6 separate regions of the Mus musculus genome follow, and all the other regions are linked to region 1. A link is a contact called in public Hi-C, HiChIP or PLAC-seq and promoter capture Hi-C data. All regions are on one chromosome and are shown on one strand. Each heading gives the region's core, a stretch centred on a gene start, on an enhancer-like site or on the middle of the called end of the contact. The rest is flanking DNA. Distances are from core to core; before and after follow the strand shown.

The links. Promoter capture Hi-C pulls out the DNA fragments that hold promoters and counts their contacts. A called contact is a pair of places that touch in the nucleus more often than the background predicts. HiChIP or PLAC-seq counts read pairs in DNA pulled down with a chosen protein or histone mark.
Region 2: a contact with region 1 is called in an HNF4G HiChIP or PLAC-seq map of pancreatic cancer cells, with 19 times the contacts expected there. The contact joins the promoter of Cxcl14 here to the promoter of 1700072F12Rik in region 1. A contact is called at or near these places in 4 of 484 Hi-C or Micro-C datasets (the N1E-115 cell line, adipose-derived mesenchymal stem cells, cranial neural crest and 1 more) and 4 of 115 datasets of contacts at active chromatin or transcription factors (embryonic midbrain, embryonic stem cells, forebrain and 1 more).
Region 3: a Hi-C map of cortical neurons shows a contact between it and region 1, with 5 times the contacts expected there. The contact joins the promoter of Klhl3 here to the promoter of 1700072F12Rik in region 1. A contact is called at or near these places in 2 of 39 promoter capture datasets (cranial neural crest and hippocampal neurons), 4 of 484 Hi-C or Micro-C datasets (cerebellum, cerebral cortex and cortical neurons) and 2 of 115 datasets of contacts at active chromatin or transcription factors (embryonic forebrain and stem cell-derived neural progenitor cells).
Region 4: a contact with region 1 is called in a Hi-C map of cerebellum, with 3 times the contacts expected there. The contact joins the enhancer-like site here to the promoter of 1700072F12Rik in region 1. A contact is called at or near these places in 6 of 484 Hi-C or Micro-C datasets (cerebellum, cerebral cortex, cortical neurons and 1 more).
Region 5: a contact with region 1 is called in a Hi-C map of cerebellum, with 2.6 times the contacts expected there. The contact joins the enhancer-like site here to the promoter of 1700072F12Rik in region 1. A contact is called at or near these places in 3 of 484 Hi-C or Micro-C datasets (cerebellum, cortical neurons and ventral hippocampal neurons) and 1 of 115 datasets of contacts at active chromatin or transcription factors (embryonic basal ganglia).
Region 6: a contact with region 1 is called in a promoter capture Hi-C map of embryonic stem cells, with 4 times the contacts expected there. The contact joins the promoter of Slc25a48 here to the promoter of 1700072F12Rik in region 1. A contact is called at or near these places in 5 of 39 promoter capture datasets (the 3T3-L1 cell line, 3T3-L1-derived adipocytes, the HPC-7 cell line and 2 more) and 1 of 115 datasets of contacts at active chromatin or transcription factors (craniofacial prominence).

Annotation. Positions count from the first base shown.
Region 1 is chr13:57,280,853-57,283,692 of GRCm38.p6, reverse strand. It overlaps 1700072F12Rik (a long non-coding RNA gene), which reads right to left and starts at 1,330. Exons shown (of 2, transcript XR_873502.1): 1 at 1,286-1,330; 2 at 427-1,063.
Region 2 is chr13:56,295,180-56,297,889 of GRCm38.p6, reverse strand. Cxcl14 (chemokine (C-X-C motif) ligand 14) reads left to right here and starts at 1,339. Exons shown (of 4, transcript NM_019568.2): 1 at 1,339-1,780; 2 at 1,959-2,064. The coding sequence starts at 1,717.
Region 3 is chr13:58,112,308-58,115,037 of GRCm38.p6, reverse strand. It overlaps Klhl3 (kelch-like 3), which reads left to right and starts at 1,391. Exons shown (of 15, transcript NM_001362415.2): 1 at 1,391-1,896. The coding sequence starts at 1,883. Gm33389 (a long non-coding RNA gene) reads right to left here. Exons shown (of 5, transcript XR_003950588.1): 5 at 2,068-2,730. It overlaps Gm52040 (a long non-coding RNA gene), which reads right to left and starts at 1,338. Exons shown (of 3, transcript XR_003950589.1): 1 at 1,271-1,338.
Region 4 is chr13:58,010,874-58,013,653 of GRCm38.p6, reverse strand. It overlaps Klhl3 (kelch-like 3), which reads left to right. Exons shown (of 15, transcript NM_001362415.2): 13 at 2,420-2,560. Among named protein-coding and RNA genes, the nearest start is that of Mir874, 11 kb to the left of the region's middle. Within about 2 kb of position 1,338, at least 10 of the 459 cell types and tissues checked have an H3K27ac peak or open chromatin away from gene starts, as enhancers often do. A contact at or near this core is called in cerebellum, where this site is marked.
Region 5 is chr13:57,982,196-57,985,075 of GRCm38.p6, reverse strand. No RefSeq gene overlaps it. Among named protein-coding and RNA genes, the nearest start is that of Mir874, 40 kb to the left of the region's middle. Within about 2 kb of position 1,480, at least 17 of the 459 cell types and tissues checked have an H3K27ac peak or open chromatin away from gene starts, as enhancers often do. A contact at or near this core is called in cerebellum, where this site is marked.
Region 6 is chr13:56,437,006-56,439,705 of GRCm38.p6, reverse strand. It overlaps Slc25a48 (solute carrier family 25, member 48), which reads right to left and starts at 1,351. Exons shown (of 8, transcript NM_177809.4): 1 at 1,171-1,351. The coding sequence starts at 1,216.

The DNA of each region.
Region 1 (2,840 bases), core at 81-2,580:
CAGGGAGGACCATCATAGGGAGGAGGGTGACAGGGAGAATTATCATAGGGAAAAGAGAGGCAGGAAGGACTGTCACAGGGAGGAGGGTGGCAGGGAGTACCATCACAGGGAGGAAGGTGGCAGGGAGGATCATCATAGGGAGGAGGGTGGCAGGGAGGACAGTCCCAGGAAGCTAAGAGGGTGAAGAGATTCTGAGGAGCTGTGGGCAGATGTGTGTTATTTACTTCTGTCAAAGACTGCTAGGCAGGCACTCAAGCATAATCTTATACACAATCAAGCACACACACACACACACACACACACACACACACACACAGAGAGAGAGAGAGACAAAGAGAGAGAGAGAGAGAGAGAGAGAGAGAGAGAGAGATGGGCACACAGGATGCACAGAGGTGGGCACACTGACCTAGAGCCACACACCCACTCTGCCCTCAAGGCCATGTTTATACAGAATGACACGAATGTGTCTGAAAAAAAATTAGATAGCATTTGAAATCACTCTGTACTTTGGGCTTCCCCAGACATTAGGTATCAGCTAACTTGTGCTGACTCTTGGCCCCAAATTGTCCACTGCTAGTCACAATTTAGCTGATTTGTCCCACCTATCCATATCAGTGCCATGTTGTCTAACTATAGCCTGGGCCTTGTGTTCTTCTGTTTTCCACACTACCCGTCTCCGGATTTTCAAGCCTTTAGCTTTAGACTGGCTGGCGTCTGTGGTTCCTTCCGGGCTCTGCTTCTTTGAAGAATTCTGGTAGATCACACATGGAGATTTAGGGAGGGTGTGAGTGAGAAGCGACCTGTTAATTGGCTTTTGAAGAATGACTAAGACCATGCTAGCTCCGAGGGTGGGAAAGTTAGCTCGGAGAAACGGTGAAGAACGGGTATAGCAGAGAGCTCCGTGGGGCCTGGAGAGCAGAATAGAGCAGCAGAGCGCAGAGAGCTCAGAGTCCACCTTGCAGGGAGGGCACCTTGTCCAGTCTGCGCTGCCGTGGCAGCTTGAGAAGCTGGGAAGTTCTTGGTGTCAGTAGACTCACTCCCTGGTTCCACACAGCATCTTCTGCTGCAAACCCCCGGGCGGGGGGAGGGGGGGATGTAACACTGTATCACACAGAAGACTGGGGACGGAGGGATTTTTCTCTCCCAGTCCCTTTGTATAACAGTATCAATCTACGCACAAGGGCAGGGCCGGCCTGTGTGAACTGAATACCTCCCACCAGGCCCCAGCTCTTAAAGTTCATGCCTGAGACTTGTCCAGCGCACAGATTTTGGAGGGGCCACTCACACGGCAGCAGAAGATGAGCGCTCCTGGGCCATAGCAGCAGCGCGGGTGTCAGGAAGCAGGGCGTGGCGCCTGTCAGGTAGCACCAGGAGAGGCTCGACTGTGAGGTCAGCATTGGACCAAAACACAAGGAAGGCCTTTGTTCTCCCACACGGAGCCACGAGTGCGTCTCGGGAAAGGGATGAGATGGGTTTAGTCCCATTCATTCATCCCGGATGCAGTAGCAGTAGAGGCTGAGGTGAGCATGGGAATTGAAGTGGTGCAGAGAACATCATTAAGGAAGCTATGGCCGTGGACCAGGCAGGGAGGGGCAACTTTAGAGAGCATAAGCAAGCCTTCTGCCTGAGCTAATGTGACCATACATCAACAGTTCCCACAGAACAAAGTGTACAAACGTGCAGAGCTTCTTCGTGACCTTTATCGACTCCTGGCTCTATTAAACTCTGAAAGGAAAATGTGAATTTGGCCTTATATCCATGGGAGTGAGTGTGACGTTAACATACCCACCTAAAACAATTCAATGTCTTTTTAAATCATGGCCCCACATTCATTTTAAAACACAATTGTTCACTTGTGTGGATAAATCATGCAGAAAGAAACCCAATGAGTCTCATTGGAAAAGCGCTCTGTACATGGGCTACTAGTTTAATATTCCTTCAGCGGACAGCCCCTGCCCCTAAGAGGAACCATCTCAAAACCTGACTGTGCCTGATTGTTTCTGAAGTAGAGTAAGGCCCACAGTGCCCCCTGCTGGCAACTTGGAGATATAGCTTCATTGAGAGCTTTTTTTGTTGTTAGTTTTTGACTAAATGAAATGGTTGTTAATGTTAGTTTTCTCTATATGGAGATTGAAATAAATGAATCGCTTGGGAGCAATGGTTGCTGTTGAAATGGGGGATCAAGAAGGAAGCTACTTTTGGTTGGACAACGTAAAGGAGACAGGTGAAGTATTAAGCAAAAGAAATGCAAAGGCTAAACTTGGTATCTAAAATTAGGTTGTGTCAACACAACATACACACACGAACACACAGGCACATACACTCACACACACACACATGCGCGCGCATGTGCACGCACACGACCCCAAAAACATCACATGCCTGTGCTCACCCAGGAGGCCTTTATAAGCACTGGATGTAACAACACAGCTGGAACATGTGCTGTTGGCAGAGGCTCGAGTTTCCTCATGTAAATGCTAAAATTCTCTTATGGGAGTGTATGTGGCATACATTGTACAGAGAGGATTGCTAGAAAATATCAAGAATTGTAAACAAGGTTACAGACCTTTGACCTAACATTCATCCTTTCAGAATCTATCCTAAGAGGTAGAGAACCAAAGTGTGTAAGTGGTGTGTATATAAAAGATTCTCAGGCTAAGTGGATGACTCAGTGACTAAGAGGGCTTGCAGAACAAACACAAGGACCTGAGTTCAAATCTTTCCTAAATAAAAACGAGGCATGGCTTCATGTGCCTGGTACCCCAGCACTGGGAAAACACTTAGGAGGATGACGGGAGTTTGCTGGCCAGCACACAGAGTCAAACCTCAGACTATAGGTT
Region 2 (2,710 bases), core at 90-2,589, 990 kb after region 1:
GAGCCCAGTGTCCCAATGCCATTGTGACTTTAAGGACAGGTGAAATGGCGGGTGTGGGTTCTGCTTGCTCTTTAAGCACAGCTTCCCCTAGAGGCACACAGAAGAGAAGAAAAGAGAAAGTACAGATTCTGCAGTTAGCCAACTACCACTCCCCCACCCACCCAGAAGCCCCTCTGGGTACTCGCACCCCTAGGAGCTTCCAGGCTAACAACACAGCAAGGTGCAAACCATAGTCTGGGAGCCAAGGCTAGCCCTCTGTGAGCCTAAGATACCTGGACCCTGTCACTGGGTCAAAGCAGCACTTCACCAGAATGCAGGGGCTTGAAGACAGTAGAGTGGTCCTACTCTGCAGTCACATATCCATAGGCCCTCCTGGCTTAGTCACCTGCTTCCTGGTTCTAAAACCTTGGGTGAGATGTTTCTTCCTCACTGTGCCTGTTTCTGCCCTGGCGAATGAACAACTTAAAAGTACCAATTTGAGGGAAGTTGCCCCAGTCAAAGTGACGAATAAAATATATACACAAAATGATGCCCCTAAGTACCATCGTCTGAGCATGGTGTCCTGCATCCTGACAACTGCTCTGTATGATCGTATGTCCTTCTCACAGGTGCCTTGGATGGGCACTATGACAACCCACAGGTTTACAGAGAGTAAACGGAAGCCGTTTAATGGAGAGCCGTGTGCTGGCGAATAGAGGGGTAGGGTGGAATTACATCCACCACCGTCTGGTGCAATGTTCACAAGGTGGGGCGGCCTCCCTCCTGTTACCATGGTCATAGCTGCCTACTGAGCTCTACCTGGCCCTACAGATTCTTATGAATGTATATGACAAGTACCCCGGTTTCTTCACAGCCCCTAGATAGTCACACATGAACATCATACTATAGACCCCTCCTAGGAGTTGCTTAGCCCTCACCACTTGTCACCCCCCAGTCTGCGAAGCAGTGACTTGATCAAAGACTTAACCTGTGATGAGCCCCTAATCCCACCTGGCCTTGAGCTTGGACCACGAGCCCAGCAAGCACAATAGAGCCCAACACCGCAGGGGGCGGGCCTGCTGGCATTCTCACTTGGCACCTGCTTGAAAACTCTAGGATTTGAGCCAAGCCTGGGTCTCTCGGTGGCTTCGGACAGTAAACCTGTGTGTTCTGAGAAGTGTCCACAGGAAACAGAAAAGCAGCACCCTTCAGCAGGCCGTGCTCCCGCCTGACCTTCTTCCAAGGCACTGAGGTATGGGTGTGCAAGCGTAAAGGCGGGCGTGCTGTGGAGCGAGAGGGTAGCGGATGTGAGTGTGTCCGTGTGTGCGCGCGTGGCTCCGAGTGTGCGCCGCTGGGATCGCGATGGGTCCGGGGCGGGCGGCAGGGCGGTCTGGGAGATCTCCTCCCCCCACCACATTGAGAAATCTCAGTGAGTCACCGAGTGGTTCTGCATATTAATGAGCTCGCTCTCCGAGAGGGCAGGAGCGAATTTAAAAGAGGCCAGGGTGGGCGGAGGGAAGCTGTGGGGAGATCGCAGCACCCAGCGCCAAGCGCAGCGCGGCACCGCGACAGACGGCAGGAGCACCCATCGACGGGCGTAGCTGGAGCGAGCCGAGCAGAGCAGAGAGAGGCGTGCTTGAAACCGAGAACCAAGCCGGGCGGCATCCCCCGGCCGCCGCACGCACAGGCCGGCGCCCTCCTTGCCTCCCTGCTCCCCACCGCGCCCCTCCGGCCAGCATGAGGCTCCTGGCGGCCGCGCTGCTCCTGCTGCTCCTGGCGCTGTGCGCCTCGCGCGTGGACGGTGAGTGCCGCGAGGGCCCTCTGTCGCGGTCCTGCCCCGTCCTAGGGACCCCAAGCACCACCTAGGCATCCTGGAACCCGGGGCGGGGGGTGGGGGGGTGGATCCCGGGCGGACACCTTGGGCGGTCGCGGAGACCTGTACGGCGGCGACTCAGCAGCCCGGCCGCGCTCTTCCGCAGGGTCCAAGTGTAAGTGTTCCCGGAAGGGGCCCAAGATCCGCTACAGCGACGTGAAGAAGCTGGAAATGAAGCCAAAGTACCCACACTGCGAGGAGAAGATGGTTATGTGAGTTCTGGGGTAGCATATCCTGTGGAGGAGCCCAACCTAGGGTTAGATCGGACTGATAACAGCCTTTCTCTCTGCCTTTGACAAGACCGACTGGCAAGTCCTGGGGACATTGCCTGAGAGTCTGCGGAAAGGGGATGAGGGTGTCTTTGGCCGGTCCCTCTGAGCCTGTCCTTGTTAGGATTCAAAGTGGCAGGCGAGGTTTATTGTAGGCTAGTTAGTGGTTCTGGTGCGCCCGCTTAGAACATCCATCTTCACCAGATCCACTCGGGACACGCACCCGGCCTGTTGGGCCGGCTGGGCTGCCTTCCTCTTACTGAAGAGAGAAGTTAACTTTTCCTTTCAGCGCCCCACGGGTGGACACTTTGGGGCTCCCAGGGCTTTCAATGTGAGAATGCTCCTGTCTCTTCTGCCTTGTGGGTCCGTGCATCTGAACAATGTTGGAGAAAGGGCTCTGCTGGGGTTAATGTGCCATGCCACCACCGCAGCCTGCTTAGTGGGGATGCCGGCAAAGTCTTAAAAACTGGGGCAGAGAGAGAACACTGAGTTTCCTTGCGCCTCAGCCTTCCCAATTAACTACTTGAAGCCAGCGCTGCCGTTTTCCCATCAATACACTCTTGGCCAGGAAGGCAGCCCTTGGCAAAAC
Region 3 (2,730 bases), core at 142-2,641, 830 kb before region 1:
CGGGCCCGAACTGTACAAGCAACACGTGCACTTTATATCCTCCTGAGGTTCCCACAGACGCGAGAGTCCAGGAAAGTGGCACCACTAGGCAGATGGCTAGGGCATACCAAGAAGGAAAGCGGGACCTTTGCAACTTTTGTAAACTCGCAATTAGTAGAATTGACAGAGACTTTAGAGAGTGTCCTGGGAATGAAGGATTGAGTGTGAGGTCATAGGCTACCCAGCAGAAGCCCACTCAGCCAGTGCTGCTCTGAGCCTCCAGAGAGGCCGGGTGTATTGGTTGGTGAGGAGTCCTAAAGCAGGGATGGATGGGTACTCGTTTCTGGCTTTTCCTTTCCTGATTGGGGAAGCTTCTGAGAAAATTTTCACCACTAATGGACCCAATTATCTCTAAGCCCTGGTTAGTTCTAGAAGACACAAACTTAGCTTCCGGTCGGCTTTCCACAAGATTGTCTTTAAGCTCGAGAAACAAGGCATGTTAAAAAACAAAAAACAGGGCTGGTGAGATGGCTCAGCAGGTAAGAGCACCCGACTGCTCTTCCGAAGGTCCTGAGTTCAAATCCCAGCAACCACATGGTGGCTCACAACCATCCTCAACGAGATCTGACTCCCTCTTCTGGTGTGTCTGAAGACAGCTACAGTGTACTTACATATAATAAATAAATAAATCTTAAAAAAAAAAACAAAAACAACAAACAAACAAAAAAACCAAAAAAACAAACTCCCCCGGACACTCAGTTAGGGGGAGGTGAGCAATAAGGGCAATACCCTTTGAAGTTTATGTTGGAGGCTACCCGCTGTCACTGGTGTGATTTGGGGAAGGTTTCAGAAGACCTGTGACTTACTGCACTTCCATAAAGACTCAAGGATCAGGGTTAGAGGAGCCATTCCAGGTAGGACCAACATCTAGAGGTTACAGGGCACAGGGGCTTTGGCTGGGAGATGGGGGCTCAGTAGTAGACGTTTTGAGTTGGAGCCACAGCTTGCATAAGGTTCAGTATGGCAGACCTTAGAAAGCGGTTCTGTTGTGGTGTTTTTGTGGTGATCACTGCAATGGTCTTTGGCATTTTGTAATACTGGGGGTTTGTTTCAGTTGCACCTCCCCCTCTCTCCGCACATAACGCATCTGGCCCTGGCTCCCATGTCTAATTCTTCTTATTCATTTCAGTTCTGTGACACCCACACATTCCAACCCACTTGTCTTAATGTCGCATCTCAGAACTACCGTGGGCTCGGGGAGGGGGAATCCGGCAGCGCTGACGTTACTCACAAGTGAATTTTCCCAGGTGGGTAAACTCCATTGCAGGCCACAGAGGGGCCTCCTCATTCCAGCAATCTGGCCAGGCCCACAGACTCACAGCTTAGGAGGAGGAGGAGAGAAGGAGGGGTCAGTTTTTCTCTGTTAGCGTTAGAGAGGATCCCTCTGATCCGCTGTAGTGCAGCCTAGGAGGCAGGAGACTGTGGGGTGGGCTAGTCGCTAGGGCTGGGGATGCCTGAGCAGATGTGGAAACAGCTGGAAAGGTGGCACAGCCCTTGGGTCGCCGCCGCCGCCGCCGAAGCTGTGGCTGTTTCTAGGAGACAGAGGAGAAGCCAGCCTGCGGGGGAGGGGAAGCGAGTGGGTTGCTGCTTTTAGCAGCTGAAAGGGCTGCAGGGAGCTCTGGGTAAGACATTTTCTAGCACCGTCGCTTTTGCGGTAGAAGCCTGCCGCGAGTAAGTCAAGAGGAAGGAGGATTGGGAGGGAGGAGGTCTCAGTTGCAGCCATGCTGAATCACGGTTGCTGATCAGGGTCCCTCACGGGTCTGCTGGGAGAACCCAGCGAGCAGCGCCAGTTCCCGGGTGCATGCACAGTTTGATGACTACTAACCCTGCCGGGCCTCCCACAATGGAGGGCGAAAGGTACGTATGTGTAAGTGTGGTGAGTGCAGTATGCATGTGTAAGAAAACACGAGCGAGCGAGCGAGCGTAAGGTGTAACCACCATTTGTTTGCACCAGCTAGGCAGGTTTGCAGATCCTGGCAACTGCAGAACCCCAAAGCAGAGCGAGGGCAGAAAAGTCTCTTTGGAAACCTTCCTCTTCCAGAGCTCAAAGCTCCAGAGACCCGGCTCTTGCCAAGGGAAATCTGGGTTTGCTGGGCAGTGGAGCACACGGAAAGACGGAACTTCCTGGCCTGTGTTGGGAATAGTCCCGTCTTGAACCGGGATTGCCCTTTTCAGGGAGGCGTTCCTGGTCCTCACAGTGTCTGTCTTTGGTGGGGGGATTTGATGGCACTGCAGAGCTGACCTGGGAGAGGGCACTAGCCTCGTTCATACTGAGGTGGTTGAATTTTCGAGAACCATGCCAAGTGGCTGGCTTTCCTACCTAACCCGGGTCTGTTGTGTGTATGTTGGTGGACACTGGCTTCTGCACTGGCGTAGGTAAGGGAGAAACCCAGTTAGGTGACATTTGCTCACAACCCGTCTCGCCTGTATCAAAAAGTTTGAGAGATGCTGCACGGTCTGTGTCTTCCAGGAGCTCTTGTTTCTCCCTTCATGGACTTTTAATGAAATAGGAACCAACTGGAGGCATTTCAGTACTCGGGTTGAGCAGGAACAGGCTGGCCAGGGTTTGTCTCCCGGCAGGCAGGAGCACAGACAGTTTTCATTTATCCGAGGAGCTGGTCTTCCTATTGTGAAGGTGTTCTGTGCAGGGCCAAGTTTGGCAGACTATGGAGCAGAAGTCTTCGTGCCACC
Region 4 (2,780 bases), core at 89-2,588, 730 kb before region 1:
ACACACACACACACACACACACACACTCGCGCACACACGCACACATGTACACAGACCAGACTTTCCCAGGGACTCCTTGCTCAACATGGAAGGCGTGTCATCTTCACTGCCCCGTTTTGTGTTTGTTTGAGACAATTTCTCCATGGCCCAGGCTAGCCGCCACCCACCCACTCCTCCTCTCACCTTAGTCCACCACTGCTGATTCCTCTGACCAGAGTTTGAAAGTCAGTCTGGCCTGAGGTGGATCACTTTGCCCAAGGTCGTAGAATAGAAGGCTTGCAGAGTTAGAATTCTCTTTCCAAGGTAATTGTGTCTAGCCGTCTAATAATGAGCCTTATTCCCCTGAGGGAGGACAGGTTCTACTGCCCTGGCGTTAGCTAAGAAGCCTAGCTGGCCTGCCTGAAGCCCACGTCTTGGGAGTAAAGGCTGGCATAGCAGTGTTTATGGCTGGAGATAAACCTCGATCCCCTACACCCACATTTTCTTGCTTTGTTTTTCTCCACCGAGGAGAGATAATGACCCCCTTTTCTGTCTCATGGGGGAAGTCCAGGCACTTAGTCCAGTAGCCCATCCTGCCACGTCAACTTGGGCGACCCCATTCCCCATCGTTGCCATCTAACACCCTAGCTGTCCAGTGCACAGGCTGCCCATGTTCCCAAAGGGCCAGCTCCATCCATAAATCCTGTGACATTTTCCCCCTTTCCTGATGGTTTAGTAATTATAGCTTCTAGAACCTTCTATTTACTTCCTAAAAATCCATTTATGACTTGGGCCAAGTGCTAAAGGCCTGTGGCGGTGGTTGGGGTGGACGTCACCTGGCCCATCCTTGGCTGGAGGCCCCAGACAATGCCATTACAGCTGCTTCTATTTATGGGAGGCCCAGACCTTTGCTGGGAAGAGCCCTTTGTTCAGATTACTACGGAGCCCTGTCCTGGGACGGAACCCCGTTCCCGGGTCCCTTTCTTCAGTGCTTCACTCTGATAAAGAGTTAGGGATGTGTCATCACTAGCACCAGGAGCCTGTGTACTTGTCTCATTGGGAGCTGGTGACAGCCAAAGACCTAAAGACGGAAGGCTCTGTGTCATAGCTCCCTGAGGCCCGTCGGATTCTATGTGAGAGTCTATGAGCAGGCTACCAAGGATTGTGGGAGAGTTGCTGGGGGAAAGTCTAGGTGGCTCTTAGCTCCCTTATGAGTGGACAGCATAAGCAGAGGGATGGACACGGTGGGCAGAGACCATCTCAGGGTCCCAGAAGTGTCAGCTCCTGCTCACCCTGGAGGAAGAGAAGGTGAAGCAACTACTGAATTTTCAGACTCTCACAACCTGACACAGGTCATTGTTGGTACAACAGCACCATCTGCTGCTAGTTTAGAGCAACTGCCAGGAACCACTGGCAACCCGCTATAATTTCTGGCCGGGATTTTACATGACATCCTGTTATTTAGATAGTATCTGCAGGAGCCCATCACCAGTAGCCTCAGGGAAATAGACCAGGGCAAAACACAAGCAGTTCCTGACCTCATGAAGTCTATAGCCTCCGGGTTCAGCCCCAGACCCACAGCCTGGCTGCACATCGAATTCACTGAGATACCCCACTGGGCTTCTGGCCAGTGTCTCTGGAACTAAGGTTTTATTTTTCTAGAAAGTACCCAGCAGAAAGGATGCAGTCTTTCCACCGAAGGCAATAGTCCACAGAATCATGGGTACATTCCAACTCCCTCTCTCCATGAATGAGAAAGAGAAAGGGCCACCCAGAGCGGGTGTTGAAGAGGCAGGTGTAGGTGTCCCAGCTGCCAGGCAAGCCACCCTCACTAGCCCTCTCTCTTCCTGAATGGCTTGAATCTCCTCAGTCTTGCAGCAGTGAAGAACTGCTCAGCTCCTCCCCCCCCCCACCCCCAGGACAAATCTGATGCCTTCTGCCATCAAGGGGAAGAAGGGCTGGAGGAACAGGCTGGCAGGGAGTCTCCCTAGCAATGACCTCAGCACCTGGCTCTGTCTCAACAGATATACAACCGAATAATAAGATGCAGAGGAAAAGCAAGGCAATATGAATATGCCACAGGGTAACTGGGGCTGGTTTTCTGATGAGAATTAGCATCTTTTTACATTTCAGTGGATTTCTTTGAACCTTTTGAAAAATCCCTTTGATGCCCCTGTATATGTACACACACACATATTTACATTTTAAAAGCAGAAACAGGGTCTTGGCTTTGAACCTCCTTATTTGCAGGCTGCCTGTCTTATGGGGAGCCAGGCAGGGGATTATCACATTTATTTTACAGATTAGGGCAATGAGGTCCAGGAAGACAGCACTTGCTCCCTAAGTCTCCCTGCTGGCAATGACTATCCAGGCTTGAGGCCTCTTGGATGCTGGTTCTTATAGTGAGCCTGAGGCCAGGACACTGTGTTCTGCCTTTCAGGGGTTGGGGTGCTCAGCGGACAGCTGTATGCCACCGGGGGACATGACGGACCCTTGGTGAGGAAGAGTGTTGAAGTTTACGATCCTGGGACAAACACTTGGAAGCAGGTGGCAGACATGAACATGTGCCGGCGCAACGCAGGTAACGTGAGACTGCTCTCCTCTCCTCTCCTGCGGGGGTCACAGTTCTTCCCTCCAGCTCTGAGTGATAGGAAGAGGGGCAGGATTGCCAGAGTAGGTAGCTCTCCCTGTGTCCTGAACATAAGAGTGGCGGTTTGTCTATCCCATAGGCTCTGCGTTAGTGGGAGGGGGAACCTGGAATCCAAAATGGTGGCCTCAAGGTGTCCCGCTGAGACTCAGCG
Region 5 (2,880 bases), core at 231-2,730, 700 kb before region 1:
TCTTCAAATTACTTAATCTTTCTCTTTTATCTCTGGGGGTGCTTTGGGGGTGTAATGCCTCAGCCTTTTTCAGATTTCTGGAGAGAACCGACCTATCATTTTCATCCTCGGGGCCGCGTTGGGAGCAGGAGGAAGCCTATTCTCGCTACAGAGTCATTCAGTCCCTGAAATAAACCCGAGATCTTTGTGTTTTTTGAAAGAGAGGCCCTGGGCTGCTTCACTCCTCCGAAGAGAAGTGTTCTCAGCTGGGCGAGAGCTGAGCCGTCTTCCTGAGAGACTCTGCCAGCTTGCATGGGTTTACACGTGTACTGTTATGAGATGCAGGTCCTGGGTACAAGAGCTGCTTTACCCATTTTGTAATCTGGAATTTTAATCTTGTAAGCATGAAAAGTACTTGCTGCTGATAACAAAGAGGCTGGACTGCTGCAGGTGAAGCCTGAGGAGGACCGGAAGCTAGGAGCTGGGCGCTGGGGTGGGGGCGGGTGGGGACGGGGTGGGGCCAGGGGTGGGGACGGGGCCGGCGGTGGGGGTGGCTCTCAGAGACTTGTGCTGTGGTTTAACCTGACTGACCTACCAAGTCCATTGTACCATGGTGCTGGTTCCCAGCCCATACGGTGTGTCCTGAACAGAGACACAAGGTCAAGGTTCAATTTGGAAACACTATACCTACACCCCACTGGCCTTCCTGGGTCAGGAGCTGAGTACAGTCGGGTCCATTAGGTGGCCTGAGAAAGAAGCCTGGGGCCTAGTACAGGGTAGCATGGAGTAAGAGAGACAAGGAGAGACAGCTCGCTACCATACCTTCCCGCCTCTGCCCTCTGCTGGCTTGGTGAATTCCTTCACATGATTAATGGTTCTGCTTCAAAGTCCCCCATCAGGCCCGCCATGACCCTAGCGAACTAAATCCAGCTGCTTTATCTCACACCCTCAAAGTTCACCTTCCCCTCGGGGCGTTGTGCGGTTGTTAGCCTCATGCCTATATTCTAGAGTTTCTTTGCATCTGTAGCCTCAAGTCTCCAGGATGATAGTCCCTTAAAGAGACTGGCACAGAATAAGGCACACAGTAGATGCTCAAAGCTGTTTGCTGAGTAGATGAACAGAAGTTTATCCCTTGGCTGGGACCAGCCCCATCCTTTGAAGGGTTTGTCTTGGGGGTGGGGTGGGGGCGAGTGTTTCCTTGTAATTCTTGAAAAGTAAAATTTGATTGTGTAGTAAATTGACGGTCACGAAAAAGCAAACCGCAGATGAAATAGCAGCTGCTTCCCCCACCCCCACCCCCAACCCCTGTGTTTCTAGTCACCTGCAGCCCTTGCTAAAGGCCATGGCCCCATTTCCCGGAAAGGTGGTCGGGACCTCCTTCCTCCCAGCAGCACGGCTGTAGGTACGTCCTTCTTTCTAGAGCTCAGTGTGATGTGCCGGTCTGCTCGTGAAGGGCTTCCTGTCCTTGTACCATATGGACACACTAACTTATCAACACACACGTAGTGAACATCAGGCACAGCGCCAGGCCCTGGGGGAAGCTGTTAACAGTGCAAGCTGTCAGATCAGAAAGACCCAGCGCTCACCCCCTTCACTTATTATCCATGTGACATTAGGCTGGTCACTCAGCCTCAGAGTTTCAGTTTTCTAATCAGCAAAATCAGGACGGCATGGTACCTAGAAGCAGAGCGCTGTCAAAGGGACTGCAAGAGGCAGGGCCTGAGGGTGGGGCCCCACGTGCTGTAGGGTTCACAGGCGGGGGTGGGTGGGTGGTGGGTGGTGGGGGTGGGGGTGAGGCGCTGCTGTCCCCGCTGGTATTGATGTCAGAAAAGGGAAATTAACATTGGTGGAACCAGACATATCCCTAAATCCTCTGACGCGTGGCTTGGTCTCCTGCACTGAAGCCTCGTTCTAGAGGAGTGGAGGGCTGAAGTGAGTGTGCTGCCTGAGCGGCACAGAAATCTGGTGGCCCTGTGGGGCTCTCAGGAAGTTTGTTCTGGATGTGTGTCTGGGGTTCCCACTTAGCATATGGGGCTGCTTGGCTGGGTGCCGCCTTTCCGTGGGAATCCACAGGCTGGTAAATCTGGGCTACGTGCAGGGAACTATGGGCCACAGTATCTGGGGAGGGAGAAGAGAAACTTCCTGTGGGTCTCAGGCTTCTCAGCGGTGGTGCTCCTCCCCTTTATGTCACGGAGAAGCCCCTTCCCTGCAAGCAGCAGAGAAGGCTGGTGGTGCTAGTGATGGTGGAGGAAGATCATTGAATTCAATCTTTGATTTAAAAAAATTGAGGAACATATTAGTTAGCTTTCTGTTACTATGATAAAAAAATATCTAATATAGACAGATATTTAGCTCGTGGTTTCCAAGGACTTAGTCTATGATCGGGCTCTCCTGCTTATGGAGGGCCCGCAGCAAATCGAATCCTTCCTTATGCTCGGCACTTGGGCAAGGAGTTACAGCTGGACTGTGTTACATTATGAATCACTCTTGAACCACACACCTTGAGCCAGAGTCTTTGTCCAGCTACTCTCCAAACCTGGGGCAAATTTTAGGGCTTTTGGATAGCTGATTTCTTCATCTTTGGCCCAGAATGCCTCTACCCAATGACCTCACTGGTGCGAAGCTTCTGTAGAACCTTGTACATTCATGGCACGGTATAAAAACTCCTTCTTCCGGGCTGGTGAGGTGGCTCAGCGGGTAAGAGCACTGACTGCTCTTCCGAAGGTCCTGAGTTCAAATCCCAGCAACCACATGGTGGCTCACAACCACCCGTAATGAGATCTGATGCCCTCTTCTGGTAGGTTTGAAGTCAGCTACAGTGTACTTATGTATAATAATAAATAAATCTTTGGGCCAGAGCAAACAGGGCCGACGGGAGCGACCGGAGGGAGCAGAGGTTCT
Region 6 (2,700 bases), core at 102-2,601, 840 kb after region 1:
TGCTGAATAAGGCTGTAAAGGCACCTACTTCGTTGGGGTTGCTATGTAATGAGAGAAATACGCATAAGCGGAGCAAAGGGCACGGGATGCAGGATTCAATACACAATAGCCAAGAAAAGCAAATGTAGAGGACAGTGGCTGTTCTGAGAGGCAGGGGCACAACTGTGACTCACGGGGAAGATGAGGCATAAAAATACTCTGCAGCTTAGAGGGGTGTTTTACCTCTTGATGGAGTTACTAAAAATCATCAAATCATACACTTGAGCTGGAGGCATTTTTTAATGGAGAATACAAACCTTGGAAGACACAGCACAGGTACTTCAGCCTACCTGGAACCTGCTAAGCATCCTGTCCATGGGTTGCAGGTGACTGGCTATGAGACCGGCTTTGCAGGGAGCCTGAGGCAGAGACTCAGGCTCTCAGCCTCTGACTTGACAGAGAGAGACCTCAGGACACAGCAAGCTCCAGCTGGACTTTATTCAGAAACTTTACTTTTGTTAACTACTCCGGCTTGGTGGTGAACCTAGCAACAGCTGAGGGGTTGGGGTGGGGTACCAAAAAGTTCAGAAGAGCTAAAGATGGGGGTGCTGAAGGCGGCCAAACCAGAGGGATTCCTCTCAGCTGTAGTGTCGCGAGCCACTACACCACAGCGCTCGACTTCCTACCCTGCGGGCTCCGCTCCCTTCAGGATCAATGCCCTTAAGACAACCTGATCTTGAAGTCCAAGTTCTTGGCCGCCCTGAGACCCGGATTTCAGCTGCCAAACCAAGCGCTAACCCAAGCGCTAGTAACTTGGAGATGTCACCAACTCAGGTATGCCCCCGGTCACTGAAGGGTGTGCGCATATTTGGGTGACTCCATTGGTTGTCTGCCCTGACCAGCGGTTTAATCATTATGGGACCCGAGTTACGTTGGAGCCTAAGTTGAGGCAAATCAGAAGCTCGAGAAAATCGATGTGACTCTTAAAGAGCTTGGCTTCACAAATTAGGAGGGAACTCAGGACCAGCCAAGCGGACTGGGCTAGGGACACCCGGTGCTACAGGCGTAGCTCACTCCTGGATGGGCAATGCAAAGCACTGAGCACACTGGGTGCGAACAGCTGGCTTGGCGCCGCCGGGCAGTTTGCCCTGTGGTGCGGGGGTGGGGGTGGTCTTTCGCAAGCAAACTCACCTCCGATCCAGCCTGCCACAAAGTCTTCCAGCTGGAAGCTGCCCATGACCGACACGGCGTGCGCCTCGCCCTCCCGCAGCCGGCGCTACACGCGCTCAGTGTGTGTCGGGCATGGCCCCACCGGATCAGGAACACAGCAGAGGCGCGACTCCGTCACCCTGCAAGTTCTTCTCTAAACTCCGAGTTCCAGCCACCCGCGCTCGGGCTGTCAGCGAATGAGGGCGGGTGGCTGACAACCCGCCCCCAAAAGACCTTAAAGGCACAGCACTTCGACAAGGTGTGATCCAGGAGGCGGGGCCCCAGTCTCTTAGGGGAATTCCTTTGGTTCTTCTTGACACTACTCTCTCCCCAACAGTACAGCTTCTGAGTCTTCAGGTGGAAGCGCCAGCCAGAGGAACCGGTCCCTGTTTAACAGTTTGCAAAGTTCATCAAAAGACGGAAAGAGGGACGGACGCTTTACAACCACCAAATGTTGCCTGCAATAGAACTCACCTGGAAGACTCACCTGTGTTAAAGCAAACAGTCCTGCACTTACTAACGGAAGGTTTGGTGTTGCAGTAAATCTCCTCCCAAATATGCCCGGGCAATGAAAACATGACTCAGTTAATATGAATACATGCTGTGCGCCTAGATTGGGCAGATCTACCACTCCACTACCATCTTCCACAGTTTATGAGACCCCTTAGAACTTGAGGTTTCTCCAGGCCATGTGCTTCTGCTCTTCACCTTCCATTTTCTCCTCCTTCTCTCTCCTCATCTTCCACTCCACCTTCCCTTTTATCTGCCCAATCAGCAGCTCGCCTTTATTTTACAAATTAAGGTGGGAAGCAGGTTTACAGGAAACCACCTGAGTGCTGGCTGACTCATTCCTTGTTCCCATCCACTCACAGGAGACCAGAATTAATATCAAATATAATTATCCCCAGGGCTATCCACAACAGTTTGGGGAGATGGGTTAGTGGAAAGTTCACCTGCTGTGCACGCATGAGGACCTGAGTTTGGGGTCCCAGAGCCCATACAAATGCCTGACATGGTTGGGTGCCTGGAACTTCAGAGTTGAGTGGGGGGGGGGGGGTCCTCATAGACAGGAGGAGCACTTGACAGCTTAGTGGGAAACAGCATAGGAGACTTAAGGTTCTCCACACATACACACACACACACACACACTGTCTCTCTCATATGCACATACATGCGTGCACACACATATACACTCACATGCACACACATACATAGATATACCTGTACACAACTCACACAGGTGTGCATGCACACATATAAATATATACACACAAGCACATACATGTGTGCACACACATATATATGCATGCAAACACATACATGCACATACATACACATGTGTGCATGCATACATGTACATACATATACATAAGCACACATACACATTCACAGCACACATACATACACATGCATGCACATACACACATTGAGCCACTGCTGCTCCATCCCCCTCCTGAGATGACACTTGGTGGGGGTTAGTGTCGCTCTGTGCTGACCTGGCAAGGTAATTCC